4 separate regions of the Mus musculus genome follow, and all the other regions are linked to region 4. A link is a contact called in public HiChIP or PLAC-seq and promoter capture Hi-C data. All regions are on one chromosome and are shown on one strand. The core of a region is the stretch at or near the end of the contact, and the rest is flanking DNA. Distances in the headings are between cores, read along the strand shown.

The links. Promoter capture Hi-C pulls out the DNA fragments that hold promoters and counts their contacts. HiChIP or PLAC-seq counts read pairs in DNA pulled down with a chosen protein or histone mark.
Region 1: a promoter capture Hi-C map of hippocampal neurons shows a contact between it and region 4, with 8 times the contacts expected there. The contact joins the enhancer-like site here to the promoter of Rprm in region 4. A contact is called at or near these places in 16 of 39 promoter capture datasets (the 3T3-L1 cell line, the C10 cell line, the HPC-7 cell line and 10 more), 1 of 15 datasets of contacts at CTCF or cohesin (large pre-B cells), 1 of 484 Hi-C or Micro-C datasets (cerebral cortex), 8 of 115 datasets of contacts at active chromatin or transcription factors (astrocytes, bone marrow-derived macrophages, embryonic forebrain and 5 more) and 1 of 9 other capture datasets (macrophages).
Region 2: a contact with region 4 is called in a promoter capture Hi-C map of embryonic stem cells, with 8 times the contacts expected there. The contact joins the enhancer-like site here to the promoter of Rprm in region 4. A contact is called at or near these places in 8 of 39 promoter capture datasets (the 3T3-L1 cell line, cranial neural crest, embryonic stem cells and 5 more), 1 of 484 Hi-C or Micro-C datasets (embryonic fibroblasts), 5 of 115 datasets of contacts at active chromatin or transcription factors (embryonic forebrain, embryonic hindbrain, forebrain and 2 more) and 1 of 9 other capture datasets (embryonic stem cells).
Region 3: a contact with region 4 is called in an H3K4me3 HiChIP or PLAC-seq map of embryonic forebrain, with 11 times the contacts expected there. The contact joins the enhancer-like site here to the promoter of Rprm in region 4. A contact is called at or near these places in 15 of 39 promoter capture datasets (the C10 cell line, the HPC-7 cell line, cranial neural crest and 8 more), 4 of 484 Hi-C or Micro-C datasets (cerebellar granule neurons, cerebellum, cerebral cortex and 1 more), 7 of 115 datasets of contacts at active chromatin or transcription factors (astrocytes, embryonic forebrain, embryonic limb bud and 4 more) and 1 of 9 other capture datasets (macrophages).

Annotation. Positions count from the first base shown.
Region 1 is chr2:53,500,715-53,503,453 of GRCm38.p6, forward strand. No RefSeq gene overlaps it. Among named protein-coding and RNA genes, the nearest start is that of Gm38481, 190 kb to the right of the region's middle. Within about 2 kb of position 1,392, at least 21 of the 459 cell types and tissues checked have an H3K27ac peak or open chromatin away from gene starts, as enhancers often do. A contact at or near this core is called in forebrain, hippocampal neurons, neural tube and 1 more, where this site is marked.
Region 2 is chr2:53,145,436-53,148,455 of GRCm38.p6, forward strand. Prpf40a (pre-mRNA processing factor 40A) reads right to left here. Exons shown (of 26, transcript NM_018785.3): 17 at 659-773; 18 at 389-480; 19 at 185-301. Among named protein-coding and RNA genes, the nearest start is that of Prpf40a, 44 kb to the right of the region's middle. Within about 2 kb of position 1,591, at least 6 of the 459 cell types and tissues checked have an H3K27ac peak or open chromatin away from gene starts, as enhancers often do. A contact at or near this core is called in embryonic stem cells, where this site is marked.
Region 3 is chr2:53,436,259-53,438,958 of GRCm38.p6, forward strand. No RefSeq gene overlaps it. Among named protein-coding and RNA genes, the nearest start is that of Gm25898, 160 kb to the left of the region's middle. Within about 2 kb of position 1,318, at least 25 of the 459 cell types and tissues checked have an H3K27ac peak or open chromatin away from gene starts, as enhancers often do. A contact at or near this core is called in cerebellum, embryonic forebrain and hippocampal neurons, where this site is marked.
Region 4 is chr2:54,084,067-54,086,855 of GRCm38.p6, forward strand. Rprm (reprimo, TP53 dependent G2 arrest mediator candidate) reads right to left here and starts at 1,486. Exons shown (of 1, transcript NM_023396.5): 1 at 27-1,486. The coding sequence starts at 1,238. The coding sequence ends at 909.

The sequences.
Region 1 (2,739 bases), core at 142-2,641, 580 kb before region 4:
ATTTACTTTTTCACTTAAAACCCCTATCTCAGCCCCACTCCTCTTTGTCCCCCCTCATAAACCTCTCCCCTGCCCTCCCCTCTCTTCCTCTGAGAAGAGAGAAGAGGGAGGCTCCCCTCTGAGTTTCAACCCACCCTGGCACATCAAGTCACTGCAGGACTAGGCACATCCTTTCCCACTGAGGCCAGACAAGGCTCAAGGCTCATAGTTAGGGGAACAAGATCCACAGGCAGGCTACAGAGTCAGTGACAGTCCCTGCTCTAGTTGTTGGGGACCCACATGAATACCAAGGTGCACATCTGCTATGTGTGTGCATTGTTCTTAGGATTCATCATTCTTGTGTTAGACTTGGGAGGGGTTCAGATGTGAGAATCAGAGAACATATTGGGAGTTCAGGAATAAGACTAAATGATTTTGTCTTTCATCTTCCCTTCTTGAACCCCCCCACCCCCCACCCCCCAACACACACACACACACACACACACACATTTCCTTCTTATTCTTGGCAGCTGTCAATTCTCTACCTTCTGAAGATCTGTGTAAGATGTGCATTGTAAGGTGGGGTCTTTAACAGTAGTTTCCCTGATGCTTCTGCCCAGCATTCCAACGAATGCCTCTCCCTGTCTCTGCTTCTCTTGAAGCTAAAATTTGGCTTTGCTTTCTTTGTGTGTGTGTGTGTGTGTGTGTGTTATTAACAACCTACACCTCTCACGTTCTTCATCTGTTTCTTGGGCTCCTGTTTGTACTTTTTTTTTTTTTTTTTTTTTTTTTGGGGTTCAGCAACAGTTTCTGATATCCTATGTGCGTTGTAGTTCCCAACTACAAAACCGAGATCTAAAATACTCAGCTAAGCTTTTCACAGGAAGCCAGCTTACAGACCACTGGGCATCCGAGAGACGGACTGTCCACCCACTTCCCAATTAGCTTTGTCTTACTTCCCAATTAGCTTTGTCCCAAGTGGGACAGGAGATACGAGTCACACAACCTGCCTTTCTCTGCGAGGAAGCCATGGCGAATTTCTTCAGCAGGACCTGTATATAGAGCCGTTTTCTTGGAAGGCATGAGAGGCAAAATGATTGATGTGCATGGTGCGGCAGTAAGCCGCAGGCCCTAATGATTTGTCAGGAGCTGAGCCATCACTCTCTGACTAGGGAGCCTGAGTCTCAGGAGATACGCAGGCGGCATTAGCAGCCCCCAAGAGCTTCGCTGTTGGAATGTGATGCCCAGTGGGAAAGGAAAGCTTTCCTGTAACCTGTAACATTTAGTGATTAGCAAGGGAAGGCATTCCTGTGTCGTGACTTTATCTATTTTGGGAGACTGCATGGGAATATTGATCGTTTTTTACCATAGGAACAGAGACCAGTGTTGCAGCGTTTCCTGTTCTCCTTGGCAACCACATGCCGTGATTCTCTTTCTCACCAGGCATTTGAAGACAGATCTACGATAATTAAATGAAGATTAAAGAGTGACAAGACATAATAAAAAACCTTTATGCTTCCAAGGAAACTGTAATTAGTGAAGCTTAAATTTCAGACAAAAGAAAAAAAAACCAAGGAAACTATGAACTATTATTATTATTATTTTCTTTCATCAATTATCTGTAAGCCCTGGATTTACTGACGACTTTGAAAGTAAAAATCACTTTTCTAGCTCAGTGGAAATTCTGGTGTGTTTGAATATGGGCTAAATAATAGAGTATTTGCATAAAAGTTCTGCCATACCCACGTGAGCCTGCAGTGTTCATTCTTTCTCAGTTAGGAGACTGGGAATTACACAGATGAGATCCGCAGATGAGTTGGTGTTCTTGCTTCTGGGAGCAGAGTTTGATAATTTCCTCATGATAAAGGTCCATGATTATACTAAAGCTCTGGCTTACCAGGATTTTTGTATTTAAAAATAGTATGTGTTGAAGTAATTCATTTCTTAAATTTTCGTGTGAAAATCATTGGATATGAAATATTCTGAAGTATATTTTATTTATGGGAATTTTAAAAAAACAATTACTATTTCTCATAAATCAGAAGGAAAACCTGTCTTAAACCAGCAATACACTCAAACCCTTTTTATTATTCATGAAATGCAAATGATATTTACCAAAAGTAAATCAGTAATAAAGCATAATGCTAATTTTCTATTGGCAGTGCCATTGTAAATCACCATACAGATGATATAGTTTTAAAACTTTACCTGGACAGTATTGTGATATATTTAAAATACTTTAATTTTCTTCTTTCATTCAATACTACTTCTCTAGGTAATTTGTGTTGGTATAATTCATTAACTTTTTGTACTTAAATAATATTTAATTTTTAAATTCCACAACTTATCTGATTTTAGATTGCTTTCAGTGTTTGGCTACTATAAATGTGTGTGTATGTGTGTGTGTGGTATGTGTATGGTGTGTGTGTATGTTATGTATATGTTGTGTGTGTGTTTGTGTGTGTGGTATGTATATGTATATGTTGTGTGTGTGTGGTATGTGTATGGTGTGTGTATGTGTGTGTGTGTGCATGATAGGCTAAACATATTTTAAAATTGCCCAGATGCTGGTAAACCTGACCCAAAAATCATAATAGTACATTAAACCCCACTGTATTATAATATGAAATCTTATTTTTATATTTATGAAAATTTTTTTTCTCCATTTTTATTAGGTATTTAGCTCATTTACATTTCCAATGCTATACCAAAAGTCCCCCATATCCACCCACCCCCACTCCCCTGCCCACCCACTCCCCC
Region 2 (3,020 bases), core at 341-2,840, 940 kb before region 4:
AGTATTATAACATCACTTATAAAAGTTTAATTTAACCTCTAACAATGAAACATTTTTACACAGTTTGTTTTACTTTCTTTACCTTATACCTTATCCCTTTTACAGTACCTTATCCCACTAGCCTACAACTTGAAGTAATTCTTAGATGAACAATTAGGTAGGTATCTGAAATAATTTAACTTACACTATTGAAAGCCAACTTGATATTTCCAGCATCCAAAGTAGTTGATCTTTTGGTTGAACTGATTATTGCCACAAAATCTTCAAAAGTAGTGTTTACTTCAACTACAAATCCTTTATCCTAAAAGCCAGAAATCTTGTTATAAATAACATGTAACTGCAAGGAATGAATCAATGTTTTCAAATAGTTAAGAACAAGTTCACTTACCTTCAGAATGTCTTTTATTATCTTCTTTTCATCATGATATCGTGCTTTAAGATCTTCAACATAAAACTTGAAAAGATCAAGTGCAGTTGATCCTAATGAAAAAACTAAAGAAGTCAAAAAGCTAGCTCTAACCAAGAGCTGCAATTACTTTTTGTTTGTAAAACAAACATAAAATAAAGCACACACCTCTCCTCCCCCAACGGCTGTTCCCAACCCCAACCCACATCCATCCCAACTCCTAAGGTATGCTTGGAAAGAAAGGAATCTCACCCGGCTGACCCAGCATGTTAGTGAAGCGAATGTCAGAGCTGATGGTGGGATACAGCTCCATCCAAGAGGACATAGAGTGCAGCTGCCCATGCTCGTGCAACTCGTCCAGAAAGATCTGCGGGCGACAAACACATGTAAAATACAAGAAAAACATGGTAAAAAGTGCCAGCAAAAATACTTCTAGACCACAAATAAATAATATACACAAGCCATCCAAAGAAAGAGATCTTTCAAAAGACTATACTATCCTTCTAGTCTTCAGTTACCTATCCCTTAAGACAGAAAGCCACTTCCAGTTAAAAACAACAAGATCCATAAAATATTGTGTATGTATATAACCAAAAACCAAAGATACTAAAATGACTGGGATTATCTATTCTCAAATGATGAGGCTAAAGAGTATGTGCATGTCCTGTATAAAACTTTTTTTTTTTAATAGCATCATTTAGATATTTTTATTTAGGTTAATTTTAAACAATGGCCTGAAGAGATGGCTCTTGGTTTGGGGCAGATGGGACCCACGTTCTGTTCCCAACATCCATAAGGTGACTCATGATCACCTGTAACTTCAGTTTCAGGTGATGTGGACATCAGGCAAGTGAATGGTATATACAAATTAGTAGAATACTCATATACATAAAACAAATCTTTAAAAAATAAATCAAATATAGTTATGTACTACTCTCCTCAAAGCTTCTGGGAAAGTTAGGATTTAAATCACTATGTGATCTCCCAACCATTTCCCTTCCTTAAACAGAAGGCTTATTGTAACTTTATTCTGTCTTTAAAAAAAAATTGTCTATTCTATACCACCCATTTCCTTTCCTGTGGCTGACAGTCAGGACTGCACACTGGGGCTTCAGTACTATCAGTGTCTATTGGTCTTCTTCCAGTCCTTAGTTCTGTAATTCCTAGGGCTCCACTGTTCAATAGGAGCTACTGGGCCTGGGGAGCAACAGATGACTCAGCAGTTTAGACTCACACTGCTTCTACAGAGGACCCAGGTTCAGTTCCTGAATGACAGCTTACCAGTCTAAAACTCCAGTTCTAGGAGTTATGATGCCCTTATAGTATGTATATAAACATGCATGCAAAACATACATATACATGATATAAAAAATTACAATGAAAATTTAAAAAGCCATCAATAAAAGGCAGTTTCTGAACATTGCGGCTAGTATAAAGTATGATCTTCTGCCAGATGGTGGCAATGCATGCTTTTAATCCCAGCACTTGAAAGTCAGAGGGAAGACAATCTATGTGAGTTCAAGTCCAGACTGGTTTACAGAGTAAATTTTTAAATTTACTCAATTTAAAAATTTTTAAAAATATCTATTACTGCTTGTTTAGAGAATGCCTTTAAATATTGGTTTAACTAGATTGCTAAATGTGAAACTGGTTATGTTTAAGTTGCATATACAGGATACACTGGGCAGCAATGTTATAGAGTAACATGTACCTACATCCTACTGCTACTTCCCTCTTTCAACAAAAGCGGCGAAGGTGGTTTTAAAGCTTTTCAGTCTTAAAGTGTTTAAAAACTCCTTCCTGGAGTTTTTAAATGTACTCCTTTCTATCATATATTTTTGTTAATATCTCACTCAAGTCACTGATTTTTGAGTCTCATCCTAATAGTGGATTTCCAGTTGAAAAATTGTCACAGGAGGGTTGATAACTTCTTTAAAGCTGGTATTCACTAATTACCAGTGTTACTTTCCCTTGAATAGTGATCACCAACAGCATTTTCCTTGGTTGAAGATCTCTACCTCAGATTTAATTCAGTATTATCTTTTCTTACTTGTTCCCGTTTTTCCCCTCCAATACTGTTCTTTATGTTACTATTTATATCTGTGTTTGAATTATGAACGTTCATAGATTTTGAGAGATAGCCCTCATCTTTAAATTGTTCCTTCATTTTCTCCCTTGACTATTTTTCTCTTATCCATAAAACACTCTTTTCCTTTTTTTCTTTTTAAGACATGATCTCATCATGTACCCTTGGCTGTCCTGGATCTTGAAAGGGGACAGACCAGGCTGGCTGTGAGCACTTAGAGATCCACCTGCTTCTGTCAACAGCGTGCAAGGATTAAAAGTGTGTGCAACCACTGCATCCATCCCAAAGCATAAAACACAGAAGTCCTGAGGTTTTCCTTACCAAAATATCTCAAGTCTAATTGTAATGTTCAACTATTTGTCAATCTTTTAACTCTCTTTACTATGCTAGTGATTACTAAGTATCTTAAGTAACACACTAAACAGTATCTTTAAGTCTCCACACTATAAAAACTTTAACTATTTGTTATTTTGTAGATTTTCCTGTCCCTTAGGATTTGTCAATCATCTGAAGGATAAAATCAACATA
Region 3 (2,700 bases), core at 68-2,567, 650 kb before region 4:
CTACTAAGAGGATCATGTGATTTTTAAAAAACACTTTATGTCCATTTATGTGATTTATTGCATTTGTTGACTTGCGTATGAGGAAGAAGGTGTACTATTTATCACATTATTACTACTTAATGTATTTAAGGTCAGAACATTTGTCCAAAAATGCATATCCCCACTTAATAATTTCAAATTTTCTTTAAAGGGAATGTGTATGTCTGAAAATTATTATCCGCCTCAAAGTATTCTTTTTTCAGTAACTGAGTTATTAGCTCTAAACAATGCAGTACTTGTGCTGGTAAGATGCTTAATGTGGTAAGAGGGTGTGCTGCCCAATTCTGATGACCTGAGCTCAATGTCTGGAACCTGCAGTAGGAGGGAAAAAAATCCACTTCTGAAAGTCCTCTCACCCATATGTGATGTGGTGTGTGTGCCTATATGCATAAATATAACATTCACGGACACACATACACAGACACTCACAAACACACACACTCTCACACAAAATCAAACAAAAAATTAACATAGTATTTTGGATTATTTGGTGCTTGCACTAACCCCAGGACCAAAAAAAAAATCTATTTTGAGAATGTAGATGATAATACCAAGTTCAATCATCGGCATCAAGGCATCTCGGGCAACTTAGAGCATATTTACAGTGAAGTCATAAACTCAAGGTTTCTTCTTTCTTTTTTCTTGATCTTCTTGTTCCATGTTGTAGTTTCCATTACCAGCAGTTTATCTGCAGTGCCCTAATGGCTACAACTTCTGCTACAGACCTTGTTTGCCCTACTTGGTTTTGCTTTTAAGAGAAGCCCCCTTTCGGTGTGGAGTAGTCAGGATTTATACGATTATGAGAAGAGTGCTTGTTAACAGTAATGGAGTGCTGAGACAGAAAGCCTGTGTTCTCATATCACTTTCTGCTCTGAATGTTGTTTGCTGGGAGGTAGCAGTTATCAAAGGAAGCACAAGCTGTTGCTGCTGGCAAGTCTGAGGGGTCTGAGGCCCTTTCAGAGCACATGCTGATAGACATGGGATGAACAGTTGCCAGTGGGTTTAATCCTGGCTTGTTGCCAATCCAGTGCCTGGGAAGTTCATAATAGGAAATGGCAGGTGTTTTAAACATAAGGCAAGGGTGGCTTTGGACAGAGGCCACGAAGAGCTGGTTACCTTAGGCACTCTCTCCTTTTCTTTTACCTTAACACATGATTTTCTTCACAAAATCCTTTGTCCTTGCCACTTTTTAGGGGACACATTTACATCTCTGCTTTGTCTTTAATGTGAGTCATGTGCAGTGACATCTGTTGGCTCTATTCTGATAGGTCCAAGCGGGAGACAATATACCCACAGTTTCTCATTTAATTATAAGGGAAAGAGCAGATCATCCCCTTGTCACATGATTTGGGATCCTGGCATTTTCAGCATCTGGCACCGCATGTGGTGCAGTTAGGTTCATATGGCTATGTGGCAGCAGGAGGATGCCTGAGGCAGATAGAAATTGAAAACAAGATTGCAGGCAGAATCAGACTAGCAGCACATCAGTTTTAGAAACACTGAAATATTGAACAGAGTCTTGACACAGGCAGCAGATTGGCTGCACACGATCTCTTCTTACACTAGCTGGTAATGCAGCAGTGAAAAGGAGGATGAAGAAGGAGATATATTATGTGCCTTCGAAAGAAGGCAATGATTAGCAGAGACTAGAGGTACCACTGGTCATATGTGTATTTACTTATACTACCGTGTTTGGAAGTGCAGGTTGATAGAGCTCTGGTCATCATTTAAAGCTTACAGCATCTGTGATAAATCCTAGGACCATAAAAGCATTTCCTGTTTAGTGAGCAGGTTTAAAAGAAACATTGACTGTACCTGAAGGAATCATACAGCCAATAAATGTTTGATTATGTTGTGTGTTCTTAGAAAAACATCCAATTCTATCTCAAAGGGAATATCATGGAAAAGAGAGTAGTTTTTTAAAGGGTGTGCTTCAAATTCCTTCAGAGCCAAGTGGAGCCAACTTTCCTTTCTTTTCTTTAAGGAAATGATAAGAGGGTGGAGCCTCTCGATGACTTTGCACCCCCTCTAGATTTTCTCACTACCTTTGAACCAGAGAAGCAGCAATAGGAAAGAAAACAAATGACTTTATCTTTATTCCTTAGACTACTTGGTAAGACTCATTATCACCCTGTTCTCTTCTATTCTCATATTTTATACATGGTGTAGCAATCTACTATTAAGTTTAGCAATGAAATACAGTGAGATTGTACATCTGCATGAGAAAGAATTTAAGATGCAGCACATTTACCTTTCAAATGGCAAAGGGTTGAAAATGGATACAGGTTTTTGGAGCTATGTCTTTCAAAGTATAAAGCAAGAGTTTTCATTAAATACTGTTATAGCACTCTGTTGTTCTCTGGAGCTTTTTTTAAGTGAGTTTTCAGATTTAATTTTGTGAAGCATAAACGTGTGTATAGTGGATTATTCCTGTAAGCCCCACACTTGGGAGGCTTAGGCACAAATATCATGAGTTTCAGACAAGCCTGGGCTACACAGTGTATTATAGGTCATCCTGGATTCAGATGGAAATGCTGTCTCAAAACAATAAACAGAGGCTGGAACGATCTTTCTGGGGTAAGGAGCCTTACTGCTCTTCTACAGAATCCAAATTTAATACCCAAATACCCACACTGATTGACTTTCAAGCTCCTGTAACTC
Region 4 (2,789 bases), core at 236-2,735:
CAGGAGAACAGAATGACTACCAGGAAGCCAGAAACAAAACACTTAAATGTTGCATTTATTAAGGAAATGTTAAATAAGAAAAAGAGTCAAACGGTGTCACGGATATCAAGAGCACTTTTGTGGCGTAAACCGTGCAGACAGGAGCTAAGAATTCTACTCTGGATCTTTGTCCCGGGCGTAGCTGGAGCGCTAGCCTCCCATAAAGACCCAGCTGGAAATGCACTAAAAGAAAGCACTTACCCCATTCACAGTCTCAGACTCCCCTCCCCCCACCCGTTCTCCCAGAATGACAAAAAACTCTAACCCGCAGGCAGGCAAACAGGCCACTAGGACACAAAAGACTTATCAAATATTTGTATTCAAGCAAACTAACACAAATCCCCTAAAACCACAGGTTACTATCGATCAAAGTTTCACTCTCTTAGTAGGTCGCAAAACCCACACGCATCTATGTTCCTTCCCAATTAGGTCTGCAGCGTGGCGAATAAACAGTCACTTTTTCCGGTCACTGGGCCTCTGAATACACACCCATCCACACCCCGCCTTGCTCGGCCTCTCAAGCTGTCCCCAGTGCTGAGCCCACCTGCAGGTGGAAAGGGGCCTTCGCCGCCTGGTTCATCTCCCAGTATCCCACGCCAGCAGCCACTCCCAAAGTTCTGCGCCCTGCTTTTGCCACCTGCTGCTGTATCCCGAAGTCTGGGCGCTCCTCCTGTACAGTCTTGCTTGGGGCCTTTCGAAGAGCTATCAGAAATCGGTCACTTTTTCCCCAAAGGCAGAAGTCAAGAGAAAAAAACTGACTCCGACAGGTTTGCGTTGCTCGGTCCGTGATGGTGAGGGGTGCATCGCGGCTGGCGGAGTACTGGAGGTGCCAGAAGGGAGGCACCCGCCGAGGGGGACCCGAGGGCCACTCAGTAGGGTCCCACGACCACTGCCTCCACCTCTTTAGACGGCCTCCGGTCCTTCACTAGGAAGTTGATCATGCCTTCGGACTTGATGAGCAGGTTGCAGCCAAGGAAGAAGATGCCAAAAACCACAGTGAGCGAGAGCACACACATGACTGCGATCTGCACCACACGCATGATGTACAGGCTGCGCTCGTCGGGGCCTCCCTCGGCGAAGCCATCGTCGGTCACCACCGACGCCTGGGTGCAGCAGCGCACCGCGCGCTCCAGCGCCTCGCTACTGTTGACCAGGAACAGGCCAGCCACGTCGGTCTGGTTGCCCAGCACTGAATTCATCACGAGAGCAAGCGGGAGCCGGGAAGGCGAGGATCGGAGGGGTGGGGACCAGAGTGGCTGTAGCGCGGGACGAACAGGTGCCCGGCGGAGCGCTGGCTTGATCACTTGTGCGCGCAGGGCTCCTCAGTCTCCCTTTCAAAGTCCCAGGTCCGTAAGTGTCTCAAGAACCTCTTCAGGGCGCGCCGCAAGCTGGCTCCTGTGCGCTGTGTTCTGCCCAGGCAGTGCTCGTTCCCGGCGCTCGCACGACTGGGAGCTCTTGGAACTTGGCGGGTTGGGCCGGAGGGGCCGTGGGAGGCGCGGGCCTTGGCGGTGGCCCGGCTCCTGCTCCAAGCGAACAGCGGCCCCTGCTGGTGATAGAGCCTTGCTGCGCCCGCTCGGCTTAGAGGGGCGGCTAAGATAGGAGCTAACCTAGCAGCAGGCTTTGTGCCTTCTGCATTTCCAAGGGCTAGGCAGGGTTCACTATGCACTCCTGATCTGAAGAGCAAGTAAAGAACTTGGAGAGAAAGGCTGAAAGTTGCAGAGGACCCGGATCACACCCTCTCTTAAGTGTGTCCTTCGAAGCCACCCTATCACCTCTGAGCAGATGTAAGGTGGACAGGTACCAGATGGCGCTGGTCAAGGTACTGGCCTGCTGCCTGTGTTTGGCTGCTGCCTGTTCTTGTAAGCTTTCTGGTGGAGTATTGGAAGACAAGGCAGGTGGGAAGACTGGGAATTTCTTCTCTCCCCACCCCCACCCCCGTTTTTTTTTTTTTTTAAGTAGGGGGTGTTGCTGATGTTATTGTTGTTTTAAGGAAGGGAGAATGGAGGAAAACCTTAGAAATCATAAAAGAGCTACGTCCGCACCCTACTTGGAAAGCTCTTACGTGTGTAGTAAAGCGGGGTTTGTAGTGAGCTGTGAGGCCCAGGCAAGGCGCAGGTCTAAGGAGGTGCTTGCTCTCTTTGTGGTTTGTGTGTGGAGGTGGTTACCAAGAACAGGGTCACCTCTCTGTTAAGGGAGGTGGGCAGAGTGACCAACCACTTCATTGCCACTTTAATTGCGGAGGAGTTTTTGGATGAGCTTCCAGTGTTTTCTGTCCTTGGCAGAAAATCAGTGGTTTAAGGGAATTGCTCATCTACATCCATCAGCTAGAATGTCGGCCAGCAGCTGGGCGCCTCCCTCCAGAAGCTGTTGCTCCCACCCACCCTGCCTTCCTCACCACAAGGCAATCTGCAGGCATTTCGGGGAGCTGCAGACACTCAGTCCATAGTGGCTGTTGGGTATAAGTGCTACCAGAGGAGCCTTACACACAGGCCACTTCTACTTTGTTTTAGACTCCAGAAGATACAGGATCCTCTCTTCTCCTTCCCTTTTCTCCTGTCCCTTGAATCGGTCAATCAAAGCCTTAGAATCCTGACTTTGGTGATGATAGGCATGCACAGAGCCTTCTAATTACACCATGCTTGCTTGTTAAATTCCCTCTGTAAGAATCACTCATTCCACATTCAGATCCTCTGAATGTACTGGCATTATTGGCATCCTTGTAACGTGCTGCCATCCCTCAAGCACAAAGG